2 separate regions of the Bombyx mori genome follow, and region 2 is linked to region 1. The links are chromatin contacts, called in public Hi-C maps. All regions are on one chromosome and are shown on one strand. Each heading gives the region's core, a stretch centred on a gene start, on an enhancer-like site or on the middle of the called end of the contact. The rest is flanking DNA. Distances are from core to core; before and after follow the strand shown. Region 1 overlaps LOC134199745 (a long non-coding RNA gene). Region 2 overlaps LOC134199745 (a long non-coding RNA gene).

Region 1 (5,364 bases), core at 1,582-4,081:
CCTGGTGCCTTCCTAGGTTGGAGGTTGTGGATCGCGTCTCTAACTTCGTCAGTGGTAATGGGGGGTAACGCGTCCGAGGGCGGCAGGGAAGCTCTGCGCTCGACCTCCCTGTCGACTAACTCGGTGTGTTCGGGGTCCGCGTGTTGAGTGCTGGTGGTGCACTGCTCTTGCAGTGCATCGGCCAGCAGCTCAGCCTTGTCATCGTCATCGAATGCCGGTGGTTGGCCTGAAGGGCGTAAGAGGGGAGGCATAGTAGCGGTAGTTTCGGATTTGAGAGTCCTAGCTAGTCGCCAGTATGCTTGGTGGGAGGGCGCGAGTTGTTCTAAATAACTATGCCAATTATCGTTACGCGCGTCGCTTAAGCGGGAGTGGACTTCGCGTTGTAGACGACGCATCTGAATCCGGTTTGAATGCGTGGGAAGACGATCGTAGGCCCGGATTGCCGCGTTCCTAACTCTTAAGAGATTCCTAAGATCGGGGGACAGTCTGATGCGGTGGAAGCTGTCCTCCACATCGACTTCTTTAGAAGATCTAATGATCGCGGAAGAGATGTGATCGGTAATGATGTTAATGGATTCGACGGTGTCCTCGGGGGATGGATTCGAATCCGGGCCGTAAGGGAGGATTGGCGGAGCGGCGTCGGCTAGGCACGTGCCCAGCTTATTCCAATCCACCACCATTTATAAAGCAGCTGATTCTCACGATGTAACGTGAATAACTCAGTCGCTACGAGGATGCTTTTGATAAAACAATTATCTCGTTAATTAAATGCGGCGATGTCGCCGCGCGGTTGCCATGCTGTCTATGTTATGATGACACATTGCGTTAATGTGTCGCGATTCGTGCTGGTGTTGACGAAACTGGCTCTCGTTCTCTTGACACTACCAACTGTTGTCGAGGGCAATGGATGTGAATCCTAATAGCTTAAATTGTGAAGTGACTCAAAAGCCTTGCTGAAATACATAGGTATATAGGGTAGTTTTCCAATTACAGCACTAGGGCGCATTATGCGGCATAATGCTCAACGTTGAATGTTCCAACTACAGCAACGCTTCGCACAATCAAGCAAAAGTACTGTTCTCGCGTGATAGGCACTCGCAATCGATACCAACTCAGTGACAGAAAATTTACAAAATAATCAAAATCCAAATTACTTAAAATAACCGTAAATAGTTTTCAAACAATTATTATTGTTTACCACATTGTTTATACATTAATGAGGTTGCTAACTCCATGAATATTTTTTTTTCAACACTGAACTTAGCGAACTCTGCTGATGCATTTGAAAACTAATTCACGTTCCAATTAAGCTTCATCATAATTCGGCATTGTATGCCACTGAGTCAAATTATGCTCTGTAATTGGAAAACTACCTAGGATGGAAGTCTTTTTATTCCCTTAAATATGCCATATAATTATCCCATAGGAAAAAGGAACTTTTAAGTTTGGCTGATAAAGTATTCCCTTGTCCAATGATTCTCTGATAAGAGCTGGCTGAGATTTGACTTAAAACAGTTGACAAATTTTTGATTAAAATAATTGAATGATCAATAGTCAGAAATTTGCATCTATGATCCTTAAATTCATATCACATCAGTAAATAAAAATCAATAAATATTGAAGAACGTTTTATTAAGAATTATGTAAAAATGTTAAATCAATTTAAAATAAAATCCCATTCAGAATTGGCCGTCGCTTTATTTAATGTGAAAAATAAACTTTGTTGCTATGTCGAATTTCAACAATTCACACATATTCCGCATTCTCAGAGATATGCTCTATAAAGATTCGTTAAATCGTCTTCACTGCGTCCCACGTGTTTGTTGTTAAGGCCACGTTTAGTTTTAAACTAAAATTTAATTTTCCTCAAAACGACTGTTTGACGAAACATTATCACTATGGGAGTCGATCATTATTCTGATCGGATTCCGTTTTGGTTGAGGAAAAATTTATTAACTCACATAATTACGTTACTTATTAGTTAAAGGTCACTCGAATATCGTGTAATTAAAATAAAATAATAATAATAATCAGATATATAAATTAGTGTTTAAATAACGTAGTTGGTCACAATTTAGTAATCGCTTCCTGTACTGTAAATGCGTCACCATCTTCAAACAAGAAGTCTCAAATGTATTGAAAGAATCGCATACTGAGAATTCGATCCTGTAACCGAAACAAATGGGTACACGGTGAATAGACGGGTAATCGTACCCATCTAGTAGTGTGCTTTGTAGAATCTTTATTGTATTACACGAAGTTACTATTCCTTCCAGTTTAAGTTATTCCATTTTTTTTTATTGCACAGATGAGGGGATGAGCTCCTCACAGCTCACCTGGTGTTAAGTAGTTACCTACCTTGAGATATGAGTTCAAAGATCAAGAAGATTCAAACCGAAACGCATTACTGCTTCACGGCAGAAATAAGCAGGTAGTACCTACCCGTGCGGACTCGCAAGAGGTCCTACCATCAGTAATTACGCAAATTATAATTTTTGAGGGTTTGATTTTTACTACTCGATGCTACTTTTAAAAACCACATACTCATTTGGTCTCATCACATGTCCATACCATTCCAAACGCGCACTTCTCTCAGCTTCTCTAAATAATCTCTAATAAAACTAATTCTAATAATTAAAGAAAATTTGTAACATTTTAACATTCTAGTTTCCATGTGTCTACTACATACCGGTTTTTTGTTTTTTTGTTTTATGGCCGGTTTACGCGAACCGGTTAAAAGTGTACAAGCGTCGCGTCGCGTTGCTCGTGCTTCTCCTTAATCGTTGTAACGTGTAATTGGGCCAGGATGTCAGGAATAACCGACTGACTCACAGCCGGCCTCGTCATTATCTCGCCTACGGGTACACTTTCGGTTTCGATGCTGCGCTACAGCTGATCCTATGGTCCTATTAATCGACGCGATTAAAATTTTATTATTAATTCGAGTCAGTTTTTTATTTATTTAAGTTAAGCTGTTATTTGAATACGAGGTTCAGAGACATCGGGATTCTAATCTATTAGAATATTTAAAAAAAACTTAACCCAAGTCAGTAATATTTGTCTTTGCATTATCTGATGACCATATTCCTCTGTTTTGTTTCTTCTTAATTAATATGTATTATATAACGTATTTTTTTACTTGTCGTATAATAAGTATGATGGTTATCATTTCATTACCTTATTCATCGTTTTTGTGATGAGATATAAAATAAAAATCTTGACAGGTTCTATCAGTGTTATAACTGGAATTTGCTGTCAAACTTTGGTTTTTAGGTCTTAAATATTTAGTCGGGGCGTTGCAAAATATGAGTCAATCCACGTAATTTTAGACGTTTAAGTACATTAATAGTTTGTGCTAAAGGTTCGTGTTGCATTACAAAAGGGCGAAGAAACCTACACATAATCCAATAGGGAAGTCAAAGGATGTAACGTGGGTGGTTTCGCTGTTGTAAGATCTTTGACCTGAACTAACTCAAATGTTTTATGTAGGAACGACAATCTCTTTATAAAATCCTTTTTGTATATATGTAAGTAATGTAGTTTTTGAAACATATTTTTATAAATTAAGTGGTATTTTATTTACTTTTTTAGTTTTGCCGCAAAGCTTAGTGATTGATTAAAATAACCAGTCAAATTCGTTACCCGTTCCGGATTTAAATCGACAATCTAGAAGTCTTGCTAATAAATACTACAAAACTAATAAATAAATTTCTGTATATTATTATGCTTATTTGTCAACCGATTTAAACGGAGCAAACACAAAATATCGGAAAAAACTTAGCTAAAAACATATCACGTCCAATTTGGTTTGATAAAATTTTAAAATTACTTAGTGGAATAAACGGACAGGTGTAAAAGTCTTTACCAGATTGTAACAGGAATTAGGTTCGTAAATATATTTAGAACTAACCAACGAACCAAGCAATTTCCGCACAAGCCAATGCTTTACTTCATTAGAACTCTGACATAAAATTAATGGAGAAATTTTCTTGAGGGATATATATATTTTAACAGCAGCGGTAGTATAAGTACCTTACTCGTGTAATTTATGTGGTCGTTTGAAAACCCACTCTGATTCTGTTCTGTGCAGCCTTTGTACTGTACTGTTGGGTTAATGAACGGATGCTCAACTTGTGAGACACGGTTGATTTTAACGCCATTAACAATAAATGCGTTTTATGTGCAATTCTCTTGAGTGTGATATTTTTTTCGTAGATAGGGCCAAATGATAGTTATAGGCTCGAAATGTCAACTTTATAAATGCTTTGTGGCCCAAAATAGGCAGCGTTGTAATATCTACAATAACTCATTTCTTCATTTCCTTTGGACGAATCCACTACAAGAAACTACTCAAAGTTACAAGCAACGACTTATAGAATGATAAAATGTTTTCAAATACAATCATTGTTGCAGATGGGAGCATATTTTATGCCAGCAGAATAATTTAAAATAAAAAAATATGTCAAAAACATTACCACGCTATTAGTTCGTTCCCTACGCATATTATTACTACACGACGTTTCCTACTACGCAATCGCGAACCTGAAATAACCAATGAAATACAACGGTATTTTTCCGCAACGATCAACGTAAATTATTATTCAGACGACAATCGGAATTTTTTATTCTTTCTTCATTCGCCAACGTAATAATGAATGGATTCACGAATTAAAAATTTTCAATGTCACCGCTCGTGAAACTAGATGTGTCGTGCCAATTTTTCTTTTTTTAAGTAGCGATTTATTTCTTCAAGGTTCAAGATAAGTGGGTGTATATAGGTTAGTAGGAAATAGGCGGCCGATAAAAGTATCGTTCGATATGATGTTTTATGAAATTAAATAAAAAAAAATAGATATCTTATCTATTATTAGGTTTCGCCCATAATTACATATTTTGAACCTCTGATTGCGTTGAATATCTGGTTCATTTGTTGTATACTTTGATACGATATTTTATACCTATTACTTTTAGATATTTAACATCCTTTAATTAATTTCATTCCTTCTGAATTTGACTGCTAAGTCTAGCGAAATTATCCGTTTAAATATTAGATTGTATTATAATACATTGTTTGCAACAAAACAAACCACTTCATGTTTGCCAAAAAGAATCGCATTTTAAAAAAAAAAGCCATTGAATCACTCTTCCGTAAATTTTGCAACAATATTAGATTTTTATTAGTAATTTCTATTTCTAGAATGTTCTGGCGTCAGTGAGGGTTTTCGAGAATGAGACCCGTTATAGCCATTCGGTACTGGGTTGTTCTGTATCGCTGATCTGTTTTAGATTTGACCGTGGACGTGCACTCATGGATAAAAAAATAATGCAAAAATCATGTCTTGTTCAATTTGTTCTACGGACCAA
Region 2 (5,364 bases), core at 1,722-4,221, 51 kb after region 1:
CTTTCAACCATTACCCAAATGTCAATTTTATTGAGCCGACATAAATTGATTTCTTTAAAATATCTACTGTATGTTTATTTAATAATTTTAAGCCTATAATTATTTCATAAACACGACATCAGTCAAACCTACTTTTATTCTATAGCTTTGAATAGGAAAAGTGACATACAAACTTTCACACTGTTACAATACAATGTTAGTGATAAGTTAGACCGTTACTGGTTTTTTTTTTTTTTCTTCTTTCAAAGTAACAAATGAACTTTATTAAAAGAGGCTAATGATTGAATTTTGCATAATTGGATTGATTTATCGTTGTTGGAAGGGAAGAACCCATAATGTGTATTATTTTTTTGCCATCAATGTTCGTAGTGACGTTTAGCGGTTACCGCTTACAAAATGAATTAAAATATATTATTACAGGCGAATAAAACTGTTGTTTGGTTGATAATATGAGTTTAGGTTTCTGAGCAAACCAAGCACTAAGACTAATGTGGAGAGATATGGGAAAGATCTTCCACCGAGCGGGTGATTTTGCTCGGTAGACCGACAGTACATAATATGTTGTTGTTCGGAACTTGTATATAATATATGCAGGCTTATCTTTAAAATGTCGTAAGCGAGATTTAGGCATCTGTCAAATACCTTGCGTTGTACACACTCGGACCCATAATAGGTACGGGTATGGAAAACAATGTTTATTTTCTAAATCCACACTAATGGTATTTGTTTTAAGATACAACCGGCAATTTGTACGAACGAAATACGTACTACTACTACTACTATACGTAGGAATATCGGAAATCACACAACTGATAAAACAGTACTCGCACAAAACTTTGTAGTTCGTGAGCTTTTAGTCAGAGCGTGACCGAGACAATGGGAATACTTGCTTACTTTCATTGTGCAGATAAGATACTCACTCCCCTATATATGCAAAAGTATATGACTCCACCATATAATGTATTTTACGAACTAGTTAAGAATCTTTGGCTATATGTGTTTTTGTTCCGTAAGAATTCACCCCGAATGCTGGTTTCCCTCTTGGGTCATGAGGTCGGAGTTTCAATTGTATGGTGTGATGACCATCTTCACCTTATAGATTGGAACGCATTACTACTTCAGGGCGGAAATAACCAGGATGGGTAGCACCTGTCTGTGCTGGTTCAAAATATGCTTTACGACCAAGTAGTAAGCTCTAGTTTGCCATTGCAGTATAATTAATACTCAGAGAACGCCGCTGCCTATTCTGCGATAGATCCCTATATCACCTTTTCCGAAAGGTTTTGCTATAGGAAGAGATGGAGAATGCCTATTCTAAACACGACCTTCCAGGAAGAGATGGAGTAGGGCTATTCTAAGCACGACCTTGTAAATCACGATAAACAAGAATTGGTTCACAGCCGCATTTCTACATAGATCTTCGATCACCGGTGGTAACGATGAGGTTATAGTCAACCCGGAGCTCTGTTGTTCTTTGTTGGTTTCCTATAACACATGTAGAGTAATGTCTTTCAGTGGTGGAGAAGCTAAAGAGGAAGAGTTATTGCTATATTGACGGATGTTGCGTTTTTTACGGCTATAATATTCGTTTTTGGCTAGCGAATTAAAAACTCGGAATTTGCTGAACATTTTTCAGATCGCTTCACAGATCATAGAAATACAGTGTGTGTTTCTATGATCTATGGATCGCCTATTCTCTTAGTTGTTCATCTGTATAAATGGAAGCAGCTTAACTCTGAACTTCCTCAAAGACGTAGCCGCAATATTTAATTTAGCGCTTTTTGTTAGTCTGCATTAACAACATTATTGAGTTTAGAATATAATTTAATTTTCTGTAATAGCAACGTAATGCATCGTTCTAGACAATAAACTGTGGTTGGAACCGAAAAAAGTAAGATAGATAGATAGTAGGCAGCCATTAATCTGAAACCAAGCACTTTGATTAACATAAAATGAAATGAGTTAATGTTTTAAAACCGAATGAATTTTGATGCGCATCCGTTTCTTTAATTATAAGTTTAGTTTCAATTTCAACCTAAACAATTATATGTTAGAAGACATGTATGTGTTTGCGTCTTGAGTTCCGGGTTTTTTTTTTTTCTCCCTAGTTTTATCGTGCCTTACTGCGAGACTACTTACATCCAGAGATTTTTTTGAAATGCAAGCGTAGCGAGACTGTAATATGGGATTGCGTTATGCGGGAGTGCTTCATATTATAATAAATATATTATGAAAATTTTTCATAAAATGCGGGACTAAGAAAAACTGATGCAAACGACAATCGCTTTTTTTAGCTGAGATCTTCTTGACATTTGACACGAGGAAATAACATTCTTGATGATTTGGCTCGTATTCGAGAAATCCTGCTAGTATAAATCACTCTCATATTAAGTAAACAGTACTCGTCTTATACTTTAAATAACCCCACGTCGTAAAAAAAGTCTTTCTTTTTAATATGCACACTAAAAATTCGAACCCTAAAACTAGACGATATATCAAATACTCAAGGGCCCGTCTCTTGATAGCACAAATTGTCATAATTGAAAGTTAACGTGCGTTAACTGACATAATTACGTGGAATTCGATGTAATTAAAGGCGTTATTTTCAGTAGAGACAAGGCGCCGGAATTATAGAAAATTACAGCTTGTAGTGCACTTTCCAAACTTATGATTATCCGGCAGGAAACAGGCTCGGGAGACTGTAATTTAATACGAACTTTATACGATTATGGCTCTTATTGCGTAGCCATTAAGTCCGATAAAACATTAGGAATTTCTTTGACCAAACATTAATTTTGAAACAATATTGATAGAGCGCTTTATAATTCTTTTGTTATCCAATTTTGCATCTTAAGTGTTGGGCAAACGGTTTAATTAATATTCCGTCGAGTACTTAATAACATTGTTCGTGAACGAAAGGTTGATTACCTAAGGGCACGTGCACAAGACTCTTGAAAATTAAATGTTATCTTTGTATGATTTGTCCGCGTATACGAAACTGTATGATAAAAACTGTGACGAACTGTGTGTTCATTAATGTGTGTTGGTTGGTCTTGGGTTCTGAGCCTAATCATTACTTTTACGTGTTATTCAATTTAACACGTCCGCGTCCCCTGCCATTACAAATTGACAAATGTTTTCGTGAACATCAAAACATTTCGTAATTACTTCTAGACAGAGGATTTGCTTGGTAGTAGCCTACTACCTACTACTACTTTTTTCATGTTCCGGATAATCCGGAAATATTGGAGTGCGGTCTACACGCTGCTAGTAATTTTTCACCGTCTCTCTGCAGTATTAGTATGAATTTCGGCTAGATAGATTTGATTCCGAAGTTGACCGCAATTTGAACTGCAGAATTTCATTATCATCATCATAGTCGGCTACTCTTGGCAGAACAGTCGCGGCCACGTGGAATGCTTGCTTATTAAAACCTTGACTGCTGTTTTCCATAATTCGCGGACTGCAGCTTGGTGCACGCAATCGTTAACTGGGGCTTTAGTAAGTATTTTCACTTGATCAATCCAGCGCTTTACATTGTATCTAATTACTTTGGTAGCTGCTCAGTACTAGAACTTTGCTTCTCTGTTCGTTAATAATAATTAACAATATATGTCCTAAAAACAATTTTGCTTATGGGCGTATGCTCACGAGAAAGAACCAACCGCAAGCAGCCAGTTTACATTGTTAATTATATGGGCGACAGCCGCCTTAGGCTCCGTGCACAATGGTGACTTTAATTAAAAAACGAAATAAATGAAACAACTTGAATATCTAAATGTGCTTTTCATCTGGTTCGTTTAGTTTATAACAACCTGCATGGACCAACCATCATAATACAACAATCCACTATCTATTTTTAGACAAGTGCCCATTAAAGTATGCACCTGCAACAGTAACCAGCGCATACCCCATGCCCTTGTACAGGCAGATATACAAAAAACACAAGGATCACATTAAATAACCATTCGGGGACATTAACAAATGTTTAAGGACTTATTACGGGAATAGAAGGGGGGAGGGGGTGAATTTATGATAACGACCGGTGGTATCCTGGTCTCACCTGTTCGGAAGTAGCACGAAGGCGTCTTATGGTTAATATGTGAGAGAGAAAAAAAAATAAACCTTCAGTTAAAGTTGATTCATTAATCAGATTATTTTAATGAGGAAACCTTCGTTGATAGAACTCGTCCTGTGCGCGCCCTATGAGCGATTCGAATATAATCAATTCTAATTCTTGCATTATTTTAATTTGAGGGGGATTTTTACTGGTGGTGATTTTTACTCTTGTGAGTCCGCACGGGTAGGTACCACCACCCCACCTATTTCTGCCGTGAAGCAGTAATGCGTTTCGGTTTGAAGGGTGGGGCAGCCGTTGTAACTATACTGAGACCTTATATCTCAAGGTGGGTGGCGCATTTACGTTGTAGATGTCCATGGGCTCCAGTAACCACTTAACACCAGGTGTGCTGCGAGCTTTCCACCCATCTAAGCAATAAAAAAATATATTTTTTTTATTAATAATGTCCTCCATAACGTTTGAGGGAGAAATAAGTTTGAGAACCGTTGCACTTTTTAAATACCGTACACGATAATAATTGTCGACGAAAAGCGACGGACGATAAGGAAAATAATTGCGAACCCTCTCGAATTTTTAAAGCGATTCGAATCATTAAATTGAGTTTAAATCAAATTCGAGTCGCCTAATCTCCGACAGGTACAAACAGTGACGGACTCCGAACACGGCAGGTGTTGTCAATTACTGGCACGGAATGTGAATACGGACCTCTGAGTCCACCTTACCTCGCACCTTGAGTAACATCTGCCCTCCATTAAAAAGAGAAGTCTCATAAATGATATCTCCCACAAAGGCTATGAGACAAAAACCGATGTATTCTTTCGTCCAGTGTGCCACCCGTACTTCAACAATTCATAGATCAAATAATAGTTTCTTCGACAATAGACAAAATGGTTTTGTTCTTCGATGTATAGTCAAATTGTCTTCTCGGTACGAATGTCTTTTTGTTCGTGAATAATAAAAGTTCTATTGTTTATCTACGGTTTATGCATTCCACGTTTATGCTGTGCATTTTCGAATATGATTTTTGTTGTCTTATGTTCAAGCGTTGGGTATGAAATAATAATAATAATATGATGACCTCCGCACGGTGGCCGGCAAGAAGTGGATGAGGAGAGCCGCAGACCGGGCTCAGTGGTGTAGATTGGGAGAGGCCTATGTAAAAATATAATTGATGTAATTACTGGTAGCAGAGCATTTTGTTAGCCCGCACGGTTGGTACCACTACCCTGTCTATTTCTACTGCGAAGTAGCAATATATTACAACCGCTTATCACCAAGTGGGC

Evidence for each region. Hi-C and Micro-C count contacts between places; a contact is called where the count stands out from the background.
Region 2: a contact with region 1 is called in a Hi-C map of posterior silk gland, with 1.5 times the contacts expected there. The contact joins two enhancer-like sites. A contact is called at or near these places in 2 of 7 Hi-C or Micro-C datasets (posterior silk gland and whole pupa).

The regions. Positions count from the first base shown.
Region 1 is chr11:18,679,715-18,685,078 of ASM3026992v2, forward strand. All of the region lies in intron 2 of LOC134199745 (a long non-coding RNA gene), which reads left to right. Among protein-coding and RNA genes, the nearest start is that of LOC134199745, 38 kb to the left of the region's middle. Within about 2 kb of position 2,832, at least 5 of the 8 cell types and tissues checked have open chromatin away from gene starts, as enhancers often do.
Region 2 is chr11:18,730,805-18,736,168 of ASM3026992v2, forward strand. The region is part of intron 3 of LOC134199745 (a long non-coding RNA gene); the gene reads left to right. Among protein-coding and RNA genes, the nearest start is that of LOC134199746, 63 kb to the right of the region's middle. Within about 2 kb of position 2,972, at least 1 of the 8 cell types and tissues checked has open chromatin away from gene starts, as enhancers often do.